2 separate regions of the Zea mays genome follow, and region 1 is linked to region 2. The links are chromatin contacts, called in public Hi-C maps. All regions are on one chromosome and are shown on one strand. Each heading gives the region's core, a stretch centred on a gene start, on an enhancer-like site or on the middle of the called end of the contact. The rest is flanking DNA. Distances are from core to core; before and after follow the strand shown.

Region 1 (6,116 bases), core at 28-2,527, 320 kb before region 2:
GTCCTACAATGGGTCAAATGTGAATATTTCAACAGAGATGAAAATCAGCGCGTGACCAGACTGGACTTGCATAGCAACCGTACACCTTGCTACCTTTGACTCAGAAATCTAACAACCATGATGTTTTTAAAATAAGATCACATCACCAAGTGGGAAAGGAGAATCAGATAGCCAACGATACCATTATGATCACATGGCATCAATTTAATGAGCAAGTTCTCTACATCCAACCAGAGGGGGGGGCACTTACAGAACTTTTGAATAAAGGTTTTGAATAAGCAAGCAAGCTTTGCTGGCCACATCATGGTCCCTGTCCCAACTAATAACCAGGAACTGCCCCAGTAACTCAAGAAATCAAATTCATACTCTTCAACCGGAGATTTTAATCCCAGTCAAGCAAGTAGCAACATATTTGCACCGAACAGTCTGATAATTTTAGTGTGGGGTGCCACAGTATACACCCACTACATGATCCCTATCTTTCTCCGAGTACTGCAATATGAACCTAAAAGGTTTTAAGAAGTCCCAAGCATATATCAAGTGAAAGTATATAACCAAAGAAGCACAAGGTGGACTCATGTGAATCTACAAAGAATCAGATTTTAGGACAGAATGCGCAGGGTAGCATTACTCGAGCTGATCTATTAAAGAATGCAAGAAGCCATGGAAACAGGAAGATCCAATCCAGCACAAAACTAAGCAGGGAGAGAGGATATGCTCGCACCTTGGCCTTGGGAAGGACCTTGACGGCGACGTCCTCCCCCTTGAGCTCGCCCTTCTTGCACTTGGCAGCGCAGGTGAAGCCAAAGTGGCCGCGCCCCACCTCCCGGCCAAGGTCGTACTTGGCCGCGAAGTGCCTGGAGTAGCCGAAGCTCTTGTCCAGCCCCAGGTCCAGCTCGCCGCCTTCGGGGATGGACGCCTCGTTAGGCTTGACCGAGCCGTGGCGCCGCGCCAGCAGCGCACGGATGTGCTTGGCAGGCGACGGCGGCGGGAATGGGCGCTTGAACCCGCCGCGCGCCGGCGTGGACGCGGCGCTGGAGTTGGCCGGCGAGCCCTTGTAGCTGGAGGGCTGGAGCGGGCTCGGCAGGTAGAAGGAGAACTTGGGCTGCTTGGGCGTCCGAGGCGCCTTCACGGGCGGCCCATCGCCGCAGCCCGCCGCCGCGCCATCGGCTACGCTGTTGTCTTCCGCCACCGCCGGCTCCTGGACCGCTGCCGACTTGCCCAGGCAGAGGCCCATGGCGCCCGGCTGATCGAGAAGCGGTGGGACTTCAGCTAGGAAATTCTGCAGGTCAAAGATTCACCTCGGCTTCAACAACCTATCATTGCATCGCGGATTCCTGGCAAGACGCATCAACCCGCACCAAATTCCTCGCCTCGGAAGGGGGACCTTCCCAAACCAGGAACCGAACCTTCCTAATCAAGAACCCGAAACAAAGCCGCGGAATCCAAAGTGAACAGCAAAGCACACTGAGTGGGAGGGGAGGAGTGCTCTTAAGAGATGGAGCAGGGATTGAACTCCCAGGAGCGGACAAAAACCGCAGCAAAACAACACAAACGAAACCCGTTGTTTTCTACACCGGACAAGGCCGTAGACGCCAAGGGAAAGTGGGGGAAAGGTCGGAGCTTCGGGGGCGGGCGATGACGACAAACAAAGCGGGATCGAAGGAAGGAAGGAAGGCGAGAGGAGGTAGAAACGGAGCGAGCGATTGAAGAGCGCGTGAGTCCTGTGTGGCGGAAAAGGAGAGACCTTGGGTTGCTTTCCGTTGCGCTCTCCTTCTCGGTCCGTATCTTTTTCCTCTCCTTTTCGTCTTGAAGGTTTTTTCATGAAGACGCCGGCCGGTTGTACGGTTTCAGCAAGTACAGAGGGATACTGCGCTATGACACTGGTCGTGGTGTTTGACAGTTTCTGTTGCCACATCGCGTTCTCTCCCAAGGTTAATTAAAAATGCAATTAAATATCCCATCCGTGGTTTTCATTAAAATTTGTCGAGATTTTGTAGGAGTTATATATTCTGTGCCGGCAATTGGCAGACTGTCGTGTAGGTGGCCACGAGAACCACAGCTAGGAGTACCTCAATGTACTAAACTATTGTTTTTGTTATAAACTATTATAATACGCATGCTAAAATGTTTGTACACAATTTAATACAAACGGACAACATATATTATCATCGACCTTAAAAAAACTCACTCATATAATCTAAAATCAATATGTGTGCAAACGGTAAAATCAATCTAGCTTTTATTAGGATTGCATAACATTACATTGTTCCCAAAAACTATTTTATGTTTTCAATATTGGTTAAAGAGCAGCTGCGCTGCAACATAAACACAGGCATGTAGGCAATCAAATAACCTTTACCTTAAGATAGTTTCTTCACTTCTTGTCATGGACGTAGAAGAGGCAATCGAAGTAGCTCCTGAGATCAAGCAGCTTGTGCTTGCACATTTCCCTTGCTCTGCTTCGACTCCACCTTGTTGTCCTTCTTTGCATGCAGGAGCAGCGACAACAACGCATCCTACATCAGATGCCTATACCTACGTTGAACACGCACTTGTAAATGGAATCACCCACCAAAGGTAACGAGTCACATGATTGCAATGAAAAAACAGGGAGCACTCACATGTACGCCGGCGACACCGTCGAACCGGAACGTCTTCCGATAGACGTCGACGAGGCCAGTGAACTGCCTCTCGCCGCCCTTAGCCATCGCCCTATAGTCGCTGGTGAGGCACATCCTGGCGTAGTCGAGTGAGTAGATGAAGAGCAATTATGTGGCCCCAACGGCATTGTCGGATGGAGAGGAGGGCACGACGATGGAGGTCGGTCGGAAGAAGGACTAGGCGAAAGGGAGGCGACGAGTGCATTATGTGTGGAAGGGCGAGTGGATGTGCACAATAATCTCTTTAAGGTAGATAGATAAAGATAGAGTAAAAATAAATCTAAAGTGGATAGAGACAAAATTGGATAGGAATAGATTAAAAACAAATCTACGTACAAGGTGGAGAAGCACGTAACGCGAGATGGTGCATTAAAGAGTAGGATGAATGTGTATAGGACAAGGGAATAGAAAATCATTGATTAATGAGTGGTGTATGCTTGGACTTAGGATCACACATTCTCAAAACAAGTTTTCGGGAATACTTAGTCTTTTTAACACTTACCTTGTTTTATTCAATAAATTTGTGTAGTTATCATCTTGTGCAACATTCACAACGTTATGTAATATTGTAGAGCTAAACTGCAATCGTCAAGCGTTTCTAGCATGGATCTAGGGTTTAAGGTTGAAAGTTTGGGGCCTAATGAGGACTCTTATAATCCATGTTATAAAAATATTCTAAAGATGACTAAAGCACTCATTCTAAGGCGCCATTCATGCTAGTAAGTTTGAAATCGACATAACTATGGTATCACTATCAAATCAAAATGTGAACCGACAATGACATGATCTAAGTGTTATCAACCAACAAAGATGACTTAGTGAATCCAGTGTTGGCTTATTGTAGGGATACATGAGCCCAAGAGGGAGGGGTGAATTGGGTCAGTTTAAAACTTAAACCCATCTTAACTTGATCTACACAAGAAAAATTGTAAATTAACAAGCATGATATGTACCTTGAACTTTTCTAGTGTGTTCTACCTTAACCAACCCAAGATGATCCTACCAAATAGTCTACGCTAATCTCATGAAAGTAAAGGTCACATAATATAAGCTGTTGGGGCGAAGGCGAACACACCAACCTTCGCTCGACGACTTCTACTTCACGCTGCGCGGACGAAGACCGCATCCGCAGGACCCGCCGGACAGGCCAAGGGCGCTGCCCAGACGGAGGCCTGTTCGACCCCCTTCGCTCCGGCGAGACGAGACGAAGGCCCTGCCGAAGACCACATGACCTCCTACTCCCTCAGTGCAGAGAGATGCCCATGTACAATTCGGCCCATGAAGCAGGGCCCCGCGTGAGCATGTGTGGGTTGGGTCGTGTCTGTAATAAAGTATATCGTAATGACTCACTGTAACCTCCCCTGTGGAAATATTCTGGGATAAACTAGGTAATAGAGGGTCTAAATGTCTTTGACAGGGATAGGAAATCCCTCGAGTACCTATAAATACCCCCGTACTGTGCCAAAGCGCAGAGAGAGATTATTGTGGCTTTGACACCCCGTGTTAGAATTACAAACTCTTTCCCCCCATTTCCTGTTGGATCTACCTGTCCAAAGGGGCAGGTCCCAACATTTGGCGCCCAGCGTTCGTGCGACGAAAAAACAACCCGCGATGCCCCCCAAGAGAACAACCTCAAAGGCTGTCGCGTCCATCGACGACGCGACGAAGGCAGCACTCCTGGCGGAGAAGAAAGGCAAGGCCCTCGTGGACACCGCCCCCAAGAGGCCTTCGAAGATAACGCTGTCAACAGCAAGAGACAAAGCTAGGATAACCCCACCCCCGACAGCACTGTGCACACTTGCAGTTCCGAGGGTGCACCACAAGCACCATCACCAGGCTTCGTTCCCCCAGAGGGCGAAGACACCATAGAGGATGGAGAAGTCATAGGCATCTCGGCCGAAGACCAGCTAAAGCTGCGAGCCTTGCGCATCAAAAACAACCACCTGCAGAAGCAGAAAGAAACATCACCAGCCCAAGGACCCTCTGCAGTCCAGCAGAACTTGGATCCGGCCGGCGCAGTCAGACTCCAGCAGGAACAATCGCAACCAGAAATAGGTGCACACCATAGCCAATCAGCACCCAGCTAGAGAGCACACCCGTCGTCAAGAATACCCCCCTCAAGGCCACATTAACGGCACAAGAGGCGGGGCCGAGGATGGACCTAGCAGCCGTGACGATTCTATTGCTTGTTTCACGGTGAAGACTGTGCGCATCCAACAAGGGACTGTCCGGAGACTGAGGCCACCAAGGACAGAATGGTCAGAGCCCAACCAACAGACAACCAACGGGTCATCGCTCACACTTACCACCACCAACAACCCTACCATAACGAGCAAATCCAGCACCAACCCATAGGGCTGGACGAAATGCTCGTGGCTCGCTCGGTTCATGGCCAGCTCGGCTCGGATTGGCTCGTTTGAATTTTTTTCACGAGCTGAGCTGACATCCTAGCTCGGTTCGTTAACGAGCCAGCTCGCGAGCTAAACGAGCTACCATATTCCAGCAAAACGAAACTATATGTATATCATTTACAGAATAATTGATTAACATATTATATATATGTGAGGTGTCTATGGCCTATGAATTAAACTAATGATTAATGAACTATGTCTATGTGTTAATTTGGTCTATGCAAATATAATTATGGGTTAAACTGATGAACAATGCATGCGAATTGTGAATTAATGAGTGATGAATTGTGCTAATTTGGTGTTGTATTGACGTGGTTTGTGAAACTATGAGTATAATTACTATTTTCTATTGTTAAATTAGTTTGAATTTAACTAAAAAAATTATTATGTATATTTTATTTTTTCTGCTCTGGCTTGCGAGCTAAACGAGCCAGTTCGAGCTCGTAAACGAGCCGAGCTGACTCTGTGGCTCGTTACCTTAACAAGCCAAGCTGAGCTGGCTCGTTAGCTTAATGAGCCAGCTCGAACTCGGACGAGCCGAGCCGAGCTGGCTCATTATCCACCCCTACCAACCCAACCACGCTTACCAGCACCATCAAGAGGTGCAGGTTCTACCGCCACCGCCTCCGCACCACCTAAATCCTCCACATCACAACCCCCCACCGCAAGCACCCAAACAAGAAGACTTCGCTGAGCCACCATACTGCGGAGTCATCCACATGATCACTAGGGGATGCAGCATGGACTTCGACACCAAGCGACAGAAAAAGGACCACTATCGAAGTGTGAACTACGTCGCTCTCACTGGCCCTGTGGCGCAAACGAAGTGGTCCCATATACCGCTCACCTTCGACGCCAGGGATGTCGACTTGCACAGTGCTCCACACGTAGACGCCATGGTAATCAACTACAGGGTAGCAGGCTAGGATCTACACAAAGTGCTGATCGACAATGACAGTCAGGCCAACATCATTTTCCTGCACGCCTTCGATCGTATGGGAATCAGCTATAGCCTCCTCAAGCCTGCAGATAATCCCCTCTA
Region 2 (5,974 bases), core at 219-2,718:
GCATGAGGTTGAACTGAAGTTTGACATAAGGCAAAAAAAAACTTTAGAAAGCAATTATTACCTCGTGTGGAAATTCCTTGGCAGGTAAACATCCTTGATAGGGCCGAATTGCTCAAATGTAGCTCGAATATCTTCTGGCCTGCAGACAACGAAAATCCAATAACAGAACAAAATCAGTTAACTACATTGTAAAGCCATCCGAGGGCACAAAAACAGACTGCATCACAATAATACATAACATAGGTATATCATAATGATTACTTTGCAGCAACTTACTATAACATTTTATTGGCAGTTGAAATAGACTGGAACTGTTTGCAAGGTTAAAAAGTCCATCAAACCGTAAGGGTCATACAGTGGCAATAAGATGCAGAAACATCCAAATTTTTATCTGACATGAGAGGATTGGATTATTTGATGTGAAAGAGCCAATGCTCCTTGAGTACAAATAACCATGACCACCAACTTCCTAAACAAACGAGTCATATATTTTCATAATGATCTAAAGTGATTGGCAAACTCTCATACCAAGACATTGAATAGAAACCCAGACCGACTCTAGGTTTGTCAAAGACTAGACAATGGCTTAAACATGATCGATCCACTCTATAAAGGATATATGACATTGATATACAAATCTGCTTTGAGAAGACTAAGGATGCACACCATCAACCCATTTAGTGAATGTCTTCAAAACCCAATGTGTTTGCCATGACAGATGAACTTATCTTTTTTCATAAGAAATTCTGATAAGCAGTTCCATCAGTTATTCATGCACACATCTTCCAGTAAACATCAATTGTTAAATATCCCGTTGCAGCACATTTTACAATCAAACATTTGTTAGCGTGCAAACCACCAAACAATTAATCACCATGTGAAAAATTAAAACACAGTTACGTGCAAATATCAAATGCTGAAAACAAGCTTCAATGTTTGCTTTTATTTTGTGCATAGCATTTAACAACCATCAAATAACACATTAGAGGCCGATCAGATGGGTAGAGGATTGAGCATACAATCGAATCGACAATATATAATTGCATGCAGCAGACAAAAAAAATCACAGAATTAACGGCTCTTGACATTGACCAAACCAGATGGCGCCACGCCCGTTATCCATAGGTCATACGAGACAGAACTGCAGCCACATGTATGGGGTACAGCGATAATTCACCTGGCTGTGAGGGAGATATTACGGATGAGGAGACCGGACTGCGCCAACGGCCGACCGTAACCACGTCGGTCCCCGCCTCCGCCGGCCCCGGCCCAGCGGTAGCGGTCGCGTGGATCGTCGTAGCGCTTGCGCCTAGGAGGGCTCCGGCTGTACCGCCTCCGTGGGCTGTAGCTTCGGCTCGGACTGCGGCTGCGATATCCTGTCATCGCTAGTCGCCGATGCTGTGTCGCGCCTGAGAGGGGCAAGCGGCCTTGCTAGGGTTTCTCCGAGGTTTGGTTCGCCGGTGTTCCGTGACGCTGTAGGCGTTGCTAGGGACTAGGGTTCCTCTTATCCTAACGAAAGATGGGAGCACCCGCTAAATTGAAAGCCCCATGGGCCTTTTTGCCGACGGCCCACGACCAAACTTTGCGCGCACCGCAGACTTCAGACCGCCTCCAACAGTCTACCCCGCCTCTTGCGTCAGCTCTGCCGCCGCCGCCCGGCCGGCACCGCCATGCCCCCGCCTCGACTCCGTTTCGCCAGGCACTTATGCTCCGCCACGGCATCCGATCCCGCCGGCGCTCCGACTTCGTCCACGATCTCAAACGCTGCTGCCCTCGCCGCGGCCGCCGCCCTCCGCACGCCGCGGCTCGAGCCCCGCCTCCTCTCCTTGGTCCCCCGCGCCGTCCTCCTCCATCCAGACTTTGCTCGCCTCACGCTCTCCTGCCTTCTTCCGGCCGTGGCTCCATCGCTCCGCTTCCTACGCGCTCTGTCTCCACACCTCCCCGGCCCCGCCCCTGACACCGCCCCGGTGAACGTCTCCCCTCCGCTGCCCGGGGTCGACAAGTTCCTCCTCCGCCTCCCACCGCACCTCGCCGCAGACGTCGCCGAGCTCCTCAGCTCTTACCTCCGCATCCACCTTTCCCTCCGTGCCTTCAATGTCGCGTCCTGTTCCGCACTCCGCGCGGCCCGCCCAGACCTCGTCTTCCGCTTCTTCTCCGCCTTCTCTTCCTCGCCAGAATTCCCCGGCAATGCCACTACCGTCGGCTGCCTCGCCCGGGCCTACGCCGCCGAGGGCCGCCCCCTCGACGGCCTCGGCCTCCTCCGCGACGCCGCGCGCCGTGGGTCCCCTCCGCCCGCCGACGCAGTTGCTGACCTCATCGGCGCCTTCGCAGCCGAGGGCAACTTCGGCAAGGTCTCCGACACGCTGCACCTCATGATTGCCACCGGGTGCACCCCGGACAAGGTGATCTACCAGCGGGTCATACACGGGCTCTTCAGGCGGAGGATGGGTGGAGAGGCCCTGCGTGTGTTCAGAGAGATCAAGCAGCGTGGCTATGACATTGACGGAGTTACATATACCACGGTGATCCATGGGTTATGCGAAATGCGGCTGATTGGAGTTGCACAGCAGATGTGGGATGAGATGGTGGGCAGGGGCATCGCCCCCAATGAGTATGCCTACTGCTCCCTTGTCACTTACTATTGCAGAGTTGGTGATCTCGACAAGGCCCGCAAGGTATATGATGAAATGCTTGAGAAGGGGTTCAAGCAGACTACTGTTAGCTGTAACATTCTCATCAAAGGATTCTGTGTTCATGGGAGGGTGTACGACGCACTTGAGGTGTTCGAGGAAATGTCCATCAAGGGAATCAAGCATGATGTGATCACGTACGACACATTGATCAATGGCCTATTCAAAGCTGGGAAGTTGGACTTGGCGATGCGGATGTACGAGTGGTTGCTATCATCTGGTTTGGAGCCAACATCGTCAACCTTCGGTCGTCTTATATGTGCCATGTGTGAGAACGGACAGGTGCATGCTGCAGTAGACCTGATCAAGTCGATGCGGACCAAGGGCTTGGAGCCACCGGTGTGGACAAACGATCACATCATCAGTGGCTTTTGTAAGATCAATCTGTCTGATGAGGGCATGGCATGGTTGGCAGGTATGTTGAAGGACAACATAAGACCCCAAAGACAGACATTTGATTACTTGGTGGAGTCGTTGAGCACCTCTGGGCGATTGGACGATGTGTTGCTGGTCCTGAATATAATGTTCAAGGTTGGATTTGAAATAGGCACATTTGCTTGCACCGTACTTGCCGAGAAGCCGTGCACAAGCAATGTATCTTTACTCCCACCAACTGGATAATATTTTGGTCAGCAACCAGTAGCAATCAATTGCCTTGCGAATGATGTTATGTTTCCTTGGCTCCCCCAAGACATGCGTTCATCAAGGCATTTTTTTTGTGGGTGCTGTCTTCAAGTGCTGAAATGCCTTCCAGCAGAAGATTTTGGAGATGAGACAATTTTAATGTTATTGCTGGCTTGTAATCGGCTCTTACTCTAGCATTTTTTGCAGTTGTGGTGGAGCTTATCAAAGTGCTGTGGCTCCTATAGGTCAGTGTAGATTTTTTTTTTGGTGAAGAGTCAAAATAGTTGTCAGCTTGTACCATTCAGTTCGAGAATAATGTCCAAGGCTCTTTGAGTAATGCTTTGAGAGACATTTCATACTGCCAGTACTCATGGGATGGAAAACTTGCCTCACCGGTTTCTGGCGGTTTTCGGCTTCCAATACCTCTCCCGGAGGTAATTTGAGCAATCCCGGAGGTAATTTGAGCTTCCAAACTAGTCCTAATAATATCACAGCCTTGCTGCTCAACGCATTTTTGTCGTTCATATTTTTACCATTAAAGACTAGTTTGACAACCACATTTTTTACAAGGGATTTCTATTCTTTTTCTCAAGGAAAATTAATTCATTTTCTTTGAGAAAATGAGAATCTCTTAGAAAAATGAAGTTGTCAAACTAGCCCTAACTGTTATATATCTCACGTCAGAATCTGTTCCACTCGGATGCCCAACCGAGTGGTTCATAGCTTATACATTGTTCATTATCATAGCACACAAAACACCAGACATCACATTGTTAAGCATAGCACAATACCACATTGTTCATATACATACTGAACTAACAACCTTCAAGTCATCCCTGCGTGAGAAACTGGGGAATGTGAGGTCGGCAGCCCAGGCAGCGGGAATAGCAAGCAGCTCGTGGTCACAGTGACGCGGAACTGTGGAAGCGTGCGTGTGGAGATTTGGAAATTTTGGTTAAATCTATAATTCTGATCAAGTCTGAGATACTTTGACCTTCTAAGAAATTTAAAGTAGTTTATATTATAGAATGGAGCGAGTAGTACTCTAGACAGAATAGATCCGACGTCGGCCTGCCGTGGCAGCTAACATGCATTCTTTTCAGCAAGAACATGGACGACTGGATTCTCTCGCCTCGACTTATTGACTGCTGGCCATCACTGCACTTGCCAATTTGCCATGCATGTGATGATCCTTGCTCCTTATCTGTCATCATCTACCTATCGGCGGTGACTGGTGAGGGGCTCAGATTGTATTCGATACAAGTACATCTGATGGTGCAGATGAGATCTGCCTTTGATCGATTGGCTAGCTGTCACCAACCATGCAGATTAATTAGTTAGCATTATATGTTCATACACACACATAATTAAGCCAGGAGGATCCTTGCCGTTCGTCTCCCAAACTTGTTATCGCGTCGCGTGACCAGATGAGATGAGACAAAACGGCGCTCTCCTGGCCATTTTCGGTGCCGGAGATATTTTCGCTTCTCTTTCGCACCGACTCTCATGTGGCCCCCGCGCCGGGCGTGTTGTGTATAAATACGTATCGCACTGCCCCGTCCACTCATCGTTAGAGGCTCAGAGTCAGAGGCTCAGAGCCCAGCCCAGGCCGGAGACCACTGTCCACTGCGTCTGTCTCTGTCCCGAGCTCCCGATCCATCCATCTGCATCGTGGGAACAAGAAGAACAATGGGTATAATGCGAGTCGCGGACGATGTGGAGGCCAGGTTGGTGGTCGGGGCAGGTGGCGGCGGCGGGACCGCCACCACCACGACGGAGCCGCTTCTCCGCCACTGCCACGGCGGCCGCAAGGAGGAGGACGACCAGGGGTCTAAGATCCGGGACAGCCCGGAGGCGGAGGGGGCGTCCGACTGCGGGAGGACGGACGGAGGCTCGCTGCGGATGGTCCTTGTCTCCACCGCCGTCGCCGTCTGCGGCTCCTTCGAGTTCGGCACCTGCGTAAGAAGACGCCGCTGCCGCCGCCGCCTATCCCTAAATGCATTCCTTCCTTCCATCCCTCACCTTTCGCGGAAATGCAACAACACGCTCGCTGATTCGCGTTCGACGTTACTGATGACATGCAGCTATATACGGCCTTTTCTTCGTCACTACCGTACTTTTCCTTCTGTTCTGCGAGTTGTCGCCATTTGTTTTACTACCGTCAATCTGTAATGCACGCGTGTCTCAAGAAGAAGTAGTAGAATGAAGCAGACAAAGCTTCGCACCTTCGCCCAAGGTCCTACATGATTCATTTGCTTGCAGGTCGGCTACTCTGCGCCGACGCAGTCAGGGATTGTAGAGGAAGTCGGGCTATCTATCTCCGAGGTCCGTCGCACCATCCTTGTCTTGGGAAAATAATTTGTTCTTTCCCTGCGCACTCAAAGTTTCTTTTCCTACTAAAATCTGTTATGATATAGTGCAAAGCATAGGATTGCTGTAATGGTTGGATCTACCTACTTCTAATCTTCTATCGTGCTGAGATGTTCGATCCCAGTGTACGAAAAATATATATATCGATGACCCCCACAGAGTTTAGACTGTCTATGCATCTCAATCTGCAGTTTGCAATTTTTGGATCTGTACTGACAGTCGGAGCAATGGTTGGTGCCGTTACTAGTGGGCGCTTGGCTGATTTTCTCGGACGAAAAATGGTAAAATCA

Evidence for each region. Hi-C and Micro-C count contacts between places; a contact is called where the count stands out from the background.
Region 1: a Hi-C map of bundle sheath shows a contact between it and region 2, with 2.2 times the contacts expected there. The contact joins the promoter of LOC100272934 here to the promoter of LOC100272550 in region 2. A contact is called at or near these places in 5 of 25 Hi-C or Micro-C datasets (bundle sheath, ear, leaf and 2 more).

Annotation. Positions count from the first base shown.
Region 1 is chr1:63,497,459-63,503,574 of Zm-B73-REFERENCE-NAM-5.0, reverse strand. LOC100272934 (putative protein kinase superfamily protein) reads right to left here and starts at 1,277. Exons shown (of 11, transcript NM_001147386.1): 1 at 725-1,277. The coding sequence starts at 1,237.
Region 2 is chr1:63,175,241-63,181,214 of Zm-B73-REFERENCE-NAM-5.0, reverse strand. LOC100272550 (arginine/serine-rich splicing factor SCL28 transcript II) reads right to left here and starts at 1,468. Exons shown (of 8, transcript NR_159074.1): 1 at 1,178-1,468; 2 at 62-139. LOC100280902 reads left to right here and starts at 1,613. Exons shown (of 1, transcript NM_001153822.2): 1 at 1,613-3,651. The coding sequence starts at 1,671. The coding sequence ends at 3,311. LOC100281158 reads left to right here and starts at 4,896. Exons shown (of 18, transcript NM_001367608.1): 1 at 4,896-5,273; 2 at 5,577-5,639; 3 at 5,876-5,965. The coding sequence starts at 5,004.